Linked DNA regions of Arachis hypogaea: region 1 is linked to region 2. Evidence: chromatin contacts called from public Hi-C data. All regions are on one chromosome and are shown on one strand. The core of a region is the stretch at or near the end of the contact, and the rest is flanking DNA. Distances in the headings are between cores, read along the strand shown.

Region 1 (5,321 bases), core at 78-2,577, 100 kb before region 2:
CTACTCAATGAATTGGCAGGAGCTGCAGTTTTCTCTAAGTTGGATTTAAAATCCACGTACCACAAATTCGGATGAGGGATCAAGACATCCACAAGACCGCCTTCCGCACTCATGAGGGCCATTATGAGTTTCTAGTCATGCCCTTCAGCTTGATCAACACCCCTAGCTCCTTCCAAGCCTTGATGAATGACATTCTTAAGTCTCTATTACGGAAATTCGTCTTGGTCTTTTTCGATGACATCCTCATCTATAGTCATGATATAGCAAGCCATGCCCTTCACCTCCAACAAGTTTTCCAGATCTTATTGGAGAACCAACTGGTGTTGAATGAGAAGAAATGCACGTTCGCGGTGAGCTTAGTGGAATACTTGGGTCACATTGTCTCGGCGCAAGGGGTCTCGGCTGATCCTAACAAAACCACAGCAATGCTCGAGTGGCCGGTGCCTACAGACCAGCGGGCTTTATGGGGATTCTTGTGCCTTACTAGATATTATAGGCATTTTGTGCAAGGATATGGGGTTATAGCCAAGCCGTTGATGGAGTTGACAAAGCGAAATGCATTTGAACGGAATGACAAGGCCCAAGAAGCTTTTGAGAGATTGAAGAAGCTGATGGCAGACCTACCGACTCTAGCAATTCCAGATTTCAATCAAGACTTTGTGTTGGAAACAGACGCATTGAGTGAGAGGTTGGGTGCAGTGCTGTCCCAACAGGGCAGACCAATAGCATTCCTAAGCCAAGCACTATCTCCAAGGGCCTGGCAAAAATCTGCATATGAAAGGGAGTTGATGGCCATTGTCTTCGCTGTCCAAAAGTGGCGGCATTACTTGTTGGGTCGCCATTTTATTGTTCTCACAGATCAGCAAAGTCTGAAATTCCTCACGGACCAGCAACTCATGGACCCAGCTTATTTGAAATGGACTACTAAATTATTAGGCTTGGATTTTGAGATCCGGTACTGGCCAAGCCTTGAGAATAAGGCGGCAGATGCATTGTCACGACAAATGATGTCAAGGGCAATCTCGGTACTGCATATGAACTGGGAAACGGTGCAGGAGGAGGTGGCTCACGACCAAGAGCTGCAAAAGATTGTGGTCGCCTTGTAGCAGGGTTTGGATGACTATCCGGGGTATTCCCTACATAAGGGTAGGATGTTTTATCAAGGGAGGGCAGTTTTGACTGCAGATTCTTCTCAGATCCCACTCTGGCTGAGTCCCATGATAGTGGGGTAGGAGGACATTCAGGCTTCTTTCGGACCTAGCGGCTGGCAGCAGCTGTTCATTGGCGCAGCATGAGGCAAAGGATCAGGGATTATGTTGCTGGTTGCCACGCTTGCCAGCAAAACGAGTATGCCGCGATGAAACCGGCGGGGCTGTTGCAGCCCCTACCAGTTCCGGAGAGAGTTTGGGAGCATGTTACAATGGATTTGTGGTGGGATTGCCAAAATCCAAAGTCCTGGACACTATCCTGGTAGTGGTCGATCAGTTAACTAAATACGCTCACTTCATCCGCCTAGCTCATCCATTTTCAGCCAAGGAGGTGGCACTAGCCTTTATTAAGGAGGTGGTTAAACTACACAGCTTTCTCAAGTCGATCATATCGGATAGGGATAGGGTGTTCATGAGTAAGTTTTGGTCCGAACTATTCCAAGCCACATGGACAAAATTGAAGTACAGCACGCCATTTCATCCTCAAACTGATGGCCAAACCAAAGTGGTGAATCGCTGTTTGGAGACTTATTTGCGGTGCTTTGTGGGTGGCTACCCAAAGAAATGGATGGAGAGGCTACCATGGGCTGGGTTTTGGTTTAATACCTCCTACAATGCCTCAGCCCAAACAACACCATTTCAAGCACTTTATGGGGTGCCAACACCTGTTCTTTTCCATGGAGAGACATTTCCAGCGTATGTCAAGGAGGTGGCAGCATTGACTGCAGCCAGGGATGCTGTTTTCGCGGAGCTGAAGACGCACTTGGTGCAGGCTCAGCAGCGGATGAAACAGGCAGCAGATGGGCATCGAAGGAATGTGGAGTTCAAGCTTGGCGAGTGGGTTTGTTTGAAAGTGCAACCTTATTGGATGCAGGCACTAGCATGGAGGGTCAATGAAAAGCTGAGCCCTCGTTACTATGGGCCATTTGAAGTGATTGAGAAGATAGGGGAGGTGGCATACAGGTTAGCCATGCCTCCAGGGTGCAGACTTCACCTGGTCTTCCACATTAGCAAGTTGAAAAAAGCCGTCCCGTCGTAGCAGCAGGTGCAGAGGCTTCCACCAGGGCTGGCTGAGGATGGTGAGCTGGTGATGAATCCTTCTCAGATCGTGGCATCACGTACCGCAGAGGACGGGGATTTGGAGAATTTGGTGCATTAGGTGGGCCTCTCTCATTGTGCGGACAGCTAGGAGTGAGCGGCAACATTGCGGGCTACCTTTCCGGAGTTCCACCTTGAGGACAAGGTGGTTGTCCAAGGGGGGCGTACTGATAGAGAGACGCCTACTACTAACAGGTTTGGGATGTGTTACAAAAGGAGAGGTAAGTAGCAGTTAAGTGGCAGTTTTAGGAGTTGTTAGCATGGTCCAGCTGGCTAGGTTGTTGGACTCTATTACTCACTACCTATAAATAGTTAGGTTATAGTTAATTTAGTTTTATGTCCATTTTCTGTTACGGATTCTGTTAGAAACCGGAGAGAATCCCTCTCCGAGTTGGTAGTTCCAACTGTGTAGAATCTTCTAGGGAGTGCTAATTGGCAATCCCTATGCAGCAATAAAGCTTACCCGTTCTGCTAGTGCTGGTTCTATCACATTGCTTTGACTTCTTTAACATACATATATTTTTAGAATATATTATTTGACAAAACAAAGGACAGAAATGCATTATTCAAATTATACCAACTTTTTTGCACTTGATCTACCTAGTAAAAGCTTTTAATTCAAAGGATTGACTAGAAAACTTTAGTACTTTATTAAATTGGTTTTGGCTGCATCTGTATGTTCATGGACAAGAATGGAGCAAGTTAATAGATAGGAGTCTAATACTTCTATCCAAGCTAATCACTCTGCCTCTAAAAACTTCTTTCTCGAGGTTATACTACGTTTAAACCCTTGTTTCCCTTTAAGTTGGGTAATAACCTGGATTAAAACTTTTGGGAGTAACATTTGTTAGCTGGCTCCTCTTTTAATTTAGCCTTTCCTTATCACCTAATACATAACTCTCAAAATTTTAAATAGTTGTTAATTACTAAATTTGGCTATGAAAAATAAACAAGTGGTATGATTTCCAAATTAAAGTGCAAAAGAATGCTACTTTTAATCTAGTTGTTCATCAGAAAAAAGTTTATTTATATCAATACCTGGAACCAAGCTACCATGGAGGGGGCAAACATCATCGTTGCAACAAAATGCAACAACAACAACCCATGGCGATGGTGGAATGCATCTAACTGGGTGTCACTAAAACTTTTTGACGAATCCGGACTATTGGAAGAGTCATTTTCTGAAGGGAATGTCCGATCAAAACTACCATCGAATTTGAACCTCGGCCGTTCAGACCCATTGTGGACTTGAGACAAAGAATCCAAAGTTCCATTGTTTTGTTCATGGTTACGGCAAGAAGCCATGAGGAAGCTGCACACATGTAAAGAAATTTTGAGGGTCACAATATCTGACAAATACAACAAAATAAATGAAGCCATCCAGATTATTGACAAAAGAACAGTGCATTATGAAGAGAGGAGGGTACAAAATACAGGATAAGAATCCCTCCAATAGCAGTACGAAAACAATACAGAAAAACAAAAAACAGCTATCTATAAAGCATAGCTTTCCAATCTCTCAAAATGTTTGAGAGTGCATGTCCTCAGTAAAAGATCATGAGTTACACCATGCCAAAAGTCAAGTTATAACCCATAAAGCTTGTTTGTCCAAAAGTTTGTCAATGAAAAAATGTGTGCATTACGCTCTAACCAAATACATGAAATGGTGGTGTAAGCCATCCAAGGATACTTCAAAAATACAATAACTACCATTCAAAATTCCTCATTACTTCACTTCTTCCCAAAACATTCAAGCTCACAAATCTAATTTTCCAATTAACTAAAACTGAATAAATCTCAACTTCTTCACCTGCCTGGGAATCATTTTTTTTGAGGCAAACAATTTTGATTTCCCTAATATTGCATCCAGGAAATATCACCCTCCATCATACAATAATATTACCATATATATTGTTCTTGTTATTTAATTCCCCTTATAACTTATAATAGACCCGAGGTATGACATAGATAACCTATAAAATTACTTGAGCAGATTGGGCATGGCAGAAGTGGTTAAATGGTCAAGTAATGTTGAAGATGAAATTGATGTTTATTTGACAGTTTATGGCAACTCTGAAATGATCAAAAGTAATTTACCAGTAGCCACAACAAAGAAATGCAGTTTAATGTATATACCTGCATAGCGCGTTGTGACAGAAGAAAAAATGAGAGCACAGAAGGATTAGTAGACCAAATGCTGGATGAACCAAGCATGCAAAGATCATTGCAGCAAGCACCGTTACAAGTACCGGATTTGCTCTCAAAACTCTGACCCCCTGTGTAATATATGTTAGAAACACTGTATGGTCAATTGTTGATATCCAACTGAATGAAAATATAACAGTATGATGCAGTATGGGAGTGAAAACTACTGATAAGAACCATGTTTCTACTACCCTCCACCACTTCCCATTCTACTTATCCTTTTCCCCAAAAAGTTAAACACACCACCACCTTATAATTTTTATATAAATAAACCTGTCCAACAAAATGCTGATAAGAAACCCAACTGACATGTATGAGATATAAATCACATGCACATGAGGTCATACTTTACCTTTAGAGAAAAGAAACTAGATGACAGATTGACAAACCAACGAAGAAAAATAAAACCATTTTGTTCCCACATTTGCCACCTGAAAAATAGTTATACATATCATTTGTCATTTAAATAGTTACAGAAGCATGATTAGGAGTTCTTATGATTGAAAAGTGAACTTTTAAGACACTATTGCTAGAGAGAGGAAAAAAAGGGAACAAATCTATATATTCATTACAAACATGATTCAGCAACTCAGCTTGACATTAAGATAAAGTCTATCCAATTAATATTGCAAGACTTATATCTGTAGTATAACAAAGGGAAGAAACAATTAGTCTACTAACCTTGTCTTGATGAAGATGTGTGTCACAGCAGCCACAAAGAATACCAAGTGAGATATCAAAGCCAGAATTGCTACAAACCCATTTGCGAAGATATAACAAATTAGGGAGATGCCAATGAAGCTAGCAAAT
Region 2 (5,115 bases), core at 869-3,368:
ATTGATGGAGATGTCATCAAGAGTTGGACAAGATCAATGCGAATGTTTCCAATGGTGGCAAGGTGAAGAGCTGTTCTTCCATCAGTGTTCCTAACATTGATGATCTCATCTGTGTGAAACTTCTTCCCTCTCAGTAACTCCCTTAGAAGCTCAACCTGTCGGTCCAGTCTTCGAAACGCATGTGACTGGAAACCGGAGACGGCCTTGTGGAGAAAGGTTTCTCCTGAATTGTTTCTAAGAGAGATTAATGATGGAGATGCAGAGACTAGAGCTTCAACTGAAGGTAGTTGGCCTCTGTATGAAGCCACATGTAATGCAGTGTTGCCTTGATGGTCTGTGGAGTTGATAATTTCAAAGGATGATGATGTGAGATATTTGATTACCTGCATGGGTGAAAACAAGGCTATATAATTGAATTCAGAAAGTCAATGTAATATTAAAAAACAAAACAATTCGGTTTGTGAGTTAGTGTTTTGAAATGAAAAGAAAGCAAGGAAACACTTGAGTAAAGTAGAGTTCCTTTTAATCTTCACATGTCCTTTCTTTCCTTCCTTTTCTCTTCCCTCTAACCTCACTCAATTGACACACACCTTTTAGTTGCTATCGTTATTTAACCATGCAGGAAGGAACAAGCACTCTATTCAGACATTATGTTCTTCCATTTGTGAATAAAACTACTAAAAGTATTTAAATAGCACCAAAAATCTCTGTTAAAAGCAATATGAGAAAGAATAAAGAAAAGTATACAAATGCAGTAGAGAACCCATTTATATTAGTCCATAAAAATGGAGCACAAGAAATTAAAAAGGGAGTGAAGAATTAAAATTATCTCTCAAATATATATTATAGAAAAATTAAATTTGTATAGTACCTTTAAAAGGTCTAATTCATTTGATATATTTATCTAAAAATTGACATTTTTCCCAACAAGATGATTCTTTTTTTAAAAAGTCTTGTTAAAAAAAAGAGTAAAATGAGTAGAAGCTAACCTCAACTTGGCCTCTAGCTGCAGCCGAATGCAAGACAGTAGATCCCTGAGCATCTCTATAAGCCAAAAGATCAGAAGAATTTGCAAGAAGGTCCTCCAAAATGACTAAATTACCAGCTCTAGCAGCAGCATGAACACCCCTATTTGTCATCTCCCACCTATAAACAGACGGAACCATCTCCTCCTCCAGACTACCACGTTGTTTTCCGGTAACCGCAAAATCAAACAGCAGCCGGAAAACCTCACTATTCTTGCTCCTGGCAGCAGCATACAACACATCAGTGACGTCATACTCGCCTTCTCCAAAAGCCAGCAGACGGTTCCTCTCCAGAAGCTTCCGAACGAATTCCAAGTCCCCTGCTGATGCAGCAGTGTACATGAGCCACCCGCCGTACCCGGAGCGGATCAGAGAATCGTTTTTCTTCTTTCCTTTCTTCGATTCGCACTCTTCGTGAAGCTTCCGGGCTACGTAAGAGCGACACTTGGCGACGTCATGGAACTGGTCTCCGCCGTCGTCATCCCATACTAGTTCGAGGCGGCGGATACGGCGGAGCGAGGTGAGCTTGAAGAGGTGGTTGCTATCGATTCGAAGAAGCTCGCGAACCAAGTCGTAGTGGCCGTTAGCAGCAGCAAAGTCTATTGGCGATGCGAACCACCATTGGTCCCCTGTGCTTTCCCAGCGAAGAGGGAAATATGTTGGAGGCATTGGAAGACTTTTTGTTCCTTCCTAGTTGAAATTGCTCAAATCAGATGGTCATTAAAGAAAGAACGACGAATATAGTAGCAACGAGACCATATAATATAACTTAGTTGCCATGGTTAATTAAAAGGATATACGAGGGTTTGTAATAATCAGAATTTTTAATTACAAATATCAAGAAAGGAAACAGCCATAATTACACTCACTTGGTAATGTGGTGGGAACTGGGAAGTGTTCAAAACACTTCAAGGAAAAGCTAAATGGACACTGCAGAAGGTGGCTGATCACACAGCAAAGGAGGATATTTTCTGAATCATTTTGTTCATCTCGGAATCTGAAGGGAAGATAAAGGCTGATTAACACAATTGAAGAAACAACTAGATAGTAAGGGTGCTTAGGACTTGATGATTTGTTATGGAGTACCTCCTTTCCTCAGGGAAAAAATAAATTGATAAATAAAGCTAACCAACATTTTTCCAATCCACTAAAATTAGCCATTAAAATTAATTATTATGTATTGGTATATAAATAAGTTTAGTTTTAATATATATTTTATATTTTAATATGTATTTTATATTAGTAATTAATTTTAGTAGTTAATTTTAATATACACATTTTTAATCAATTAAAATTAATTTAGTAGTTAATTTATTAATCTGTTTAAGTAAATTTTGAGATTTAAATTCTATCTTACTTTTGTATATATAGTAATCTATTAATCAATAACAAATTTTTAAATAAAATTCACATATTAATTCTTAACCTGTTAAGTTATGGAGATACCGAAAAAGAAAAAAAAAAACTAACTCAATTCTTTCACTAATGTTAGTCTCCATCATTTTCCAAAAAATAAACTAGCACATACATATATTGTGTGGTATAATGCCACTTTAAAAAGTTGCCTATAATGTGTCCGTCGTCTTTATGGTGTGGTGTCTTTATCACTTTCTGGACTTCATAGGTTGCAGCGTTATCAACGCCATGAGTTTTTGTCTAGTGAATAGTGATAAACACTTGCTGATTCTAACGAAAACTAACCCTAAAACAATCATTCAGCTATTGATTGGCTGGTTGCATAAATGATAGTAGGACACTGAACTAAAATGCGTAACTATATAACAGCTAAGAGTCTAAGACCAAGACAGATTTTAGTTAAGTGGAGAGACAGAGTTAAGTGATCGATTGCTTTTTCTTCACATTTGCAGGGAGCAAAACTGCTTGCATTGTACAGTTTTGTATGACAACTAACCAGGAAAGCTTTAAACATGATTTTTGGCCAAAAAGCACTTTTATTACTAGCTTTTTGCCCAAAATATGACTATGATATCATAATCCCAAAAGAAATAAAATCTGAGAGCTTATAATTTGAGGCGAAATTTTGAATATGATTTGGGAGGCCAAACTAAATCTCTAAAAATGAAAATAATAGATGATTTTAAAAAATATGGGACACATACAAATATAGTTAGAGATGCTTTCAAAAAATAATAAAATTTGGAGGCAAATTTTACTACTTTTTTATTATTTGCAAAAGGTGAATTTACTATGGGAGAATTATATTTTTAATTTATTTTAAATTTTATAAAAATAGAAGCCTTTTTTATTTCACATGTTCTTGCTGGTGGTCGAAATTCGTCATCCGAATTTTTTCACTAATGTTATATTTGAGAAAAGAGAAAGTATAAGAAACTAACTCTAAATATAATCAAGTAGAGCTAACTTTTTAAAAAATCAAGTGGAGGTAAAAAAATATGCATCTTCCCACTCCAGCCCTTCACGTCGCAATCTTTCTCTCCAACTTCTCTCACCGCGATGTTGCGCCCTCCCCCTCCAACCTTTCTCGTCACTCCTAGTCTATCTATTGTCACAGCACCTCCCCTTCCTGACTCTTGCCAATCCTTCGCGTCGCGATTCGCCCCCTCTCCCCCAACCCTTCTCACCGCGAAGCCTCTTCATCCATTTTCTCTCGTCCCGTCATGCTGCCATCCAGTGGAAGTCCTCTTGCCGTGACAGACGACGTTCATTTTGTAAAATTTGGATGATTCTTTTTGTTTTGGATGTTTCTTTCTCCTAAATTTTATATTTGCCTTTTTTATATATTTTGGATGTTTTTATAAGTGTCTCCTTTTTAGGTTTTTGATAATTTTTAAATAGTTTTAGATGTTTCTTTTGTTAGTTTTCGAAAAATTTTTCATTAATTTTGAATGTCTCGTTTTATTAGTTTTGAATTTTTTAAAATAATTTTGGTTATTTCTTTTTTTGTTAGATTTTAAATTTTTTTTTTGTTACGTTTCAGACTTTCAAATATTTTTTTATTAGGTTTTGGATATTATTTTTATAATAATTTTGAATATATTTTTTATTTGGTTTTAGATATTTTTTTAGATTTTAGATGTTTCTTTTTATTTAATTTTAAATATTTTTTATGATAATTTAAATTCATATTTTTTTTATAAAAAATTAAAAAAATGTAAAATTAAGTTTTTTTTCTTCCTTATTGAAAAAATGTGTGGATTTAAATTTTTTTTATTGTTAGACTTTTTTTTCTAGTTTATATACTAATTGACTACCATCTTAATTTGATTACTTAGCAAAGTTGCTGAGAAAAATACCAAAATGCACCATTCTTTCGAATTTTTCATCAAACAGAAATCATACACAAGGAGAAACTTTTTTTAACGCGTTTTATGTAAGCGTTTTATTTTATGACATGAATACTAGAAACTATAAAGGAAATGTAAATCTTAAGAAAGAACGCCCGCGGGTTAGGCATAAATAATATGAGTAGGATGGCTCCCATTTTTTGATGCCAAAATCTAACCTAACGAAGTTCCTTTCCCATTTATCAGTAACGTTTAAAATAGGGAGAAAAAAATATATATTTCCTCCATTAAATAAATCTATGTCTATCTATCATTTATTATTTTTTCTCTTCATTCTCTCTTTTTTATTTTTTTTAAATGAATAGAAAAAATCTCTTTATGAAACCAGAAATTTATTCTATAAAATATAAAAATAAATCTCTTAAAAAGTTAAAATGATCGAGTGTGATAAAAGCCCGTGAAAGATAGTGTTATATGATTGGCTACTTTTAAAAAAGTTTCAGGATGCGTCAGTTAAGTTTCAGGATGCGTCAGTTCACTCTTTTTAAACCAATAAAATTATAAATATTTGAAGCAGTTTTTTGTAATATCAAAAACAACCCAATTTAGTGTCGGATTTGTAAATACTGAAAGTTATATTCTTTACTGGTGATTAATAAAAGATTGGAGGTTGGTTTATTTTTTTTTTTTTTGGATACAACACTACTCACTTGCTTCTGAAAAAAATGAGTCTTCTTAATTTTTTTTTTAAATGTGATCTTTTATCATATATTTTTTAAGTAGAATAAAAAATATATAAAAATAATAAATGATAAAAAATTAAT

Evidence for each region. A called contact is a pair of places that touch in the nucleus more often than the background predicts.
Region 1: a Hi-C map of leaf shows a contact between it and region 2, with 2.6 times the contacts expected there. The contact joins the enhancer-like site here to the promoter of LOC112755140 in region 2. A contact is called at or near these places in 2 of 8 Hi-C or Micro-C datasets (both in leaf).

Annotation. Positions count from the first base shown.
Region 1 is chr16:135,378,302-135,383,622 of arahy.Tifrunner.gnm2.J5K5, reverse strand. LOC112755143 reads right to left here. Exons shown (of 19, transcript XM_025803056.3): 15 at 5,193-5,321; 16 at 4,864-4,942; 17 at 4,443-4,582; 18 at 3,345-3,618. Among protein-coding and RNA genes, the nearest start is that of LOC112755144, 8.1 kb to the left of the region's middle. Within about 2 kb of position 1,327, at least 1 of the 3 cell types and tissues checked has open chromatin away from gene starts, as enhancers often do.
Region 2 is chr16:135,278,769-135,283,883 of arahy.Tifrunner.gnm2.J5K5, reverse strand. It overlaps LOC112755140, which reads right to left and starts at 2,118. Exons shown (of 3, transcript XM_025803052.3): 1 at 1,895-2,118; 2 at 990-1,715; 3 at 1-383. The coding sequence starts at 1,694.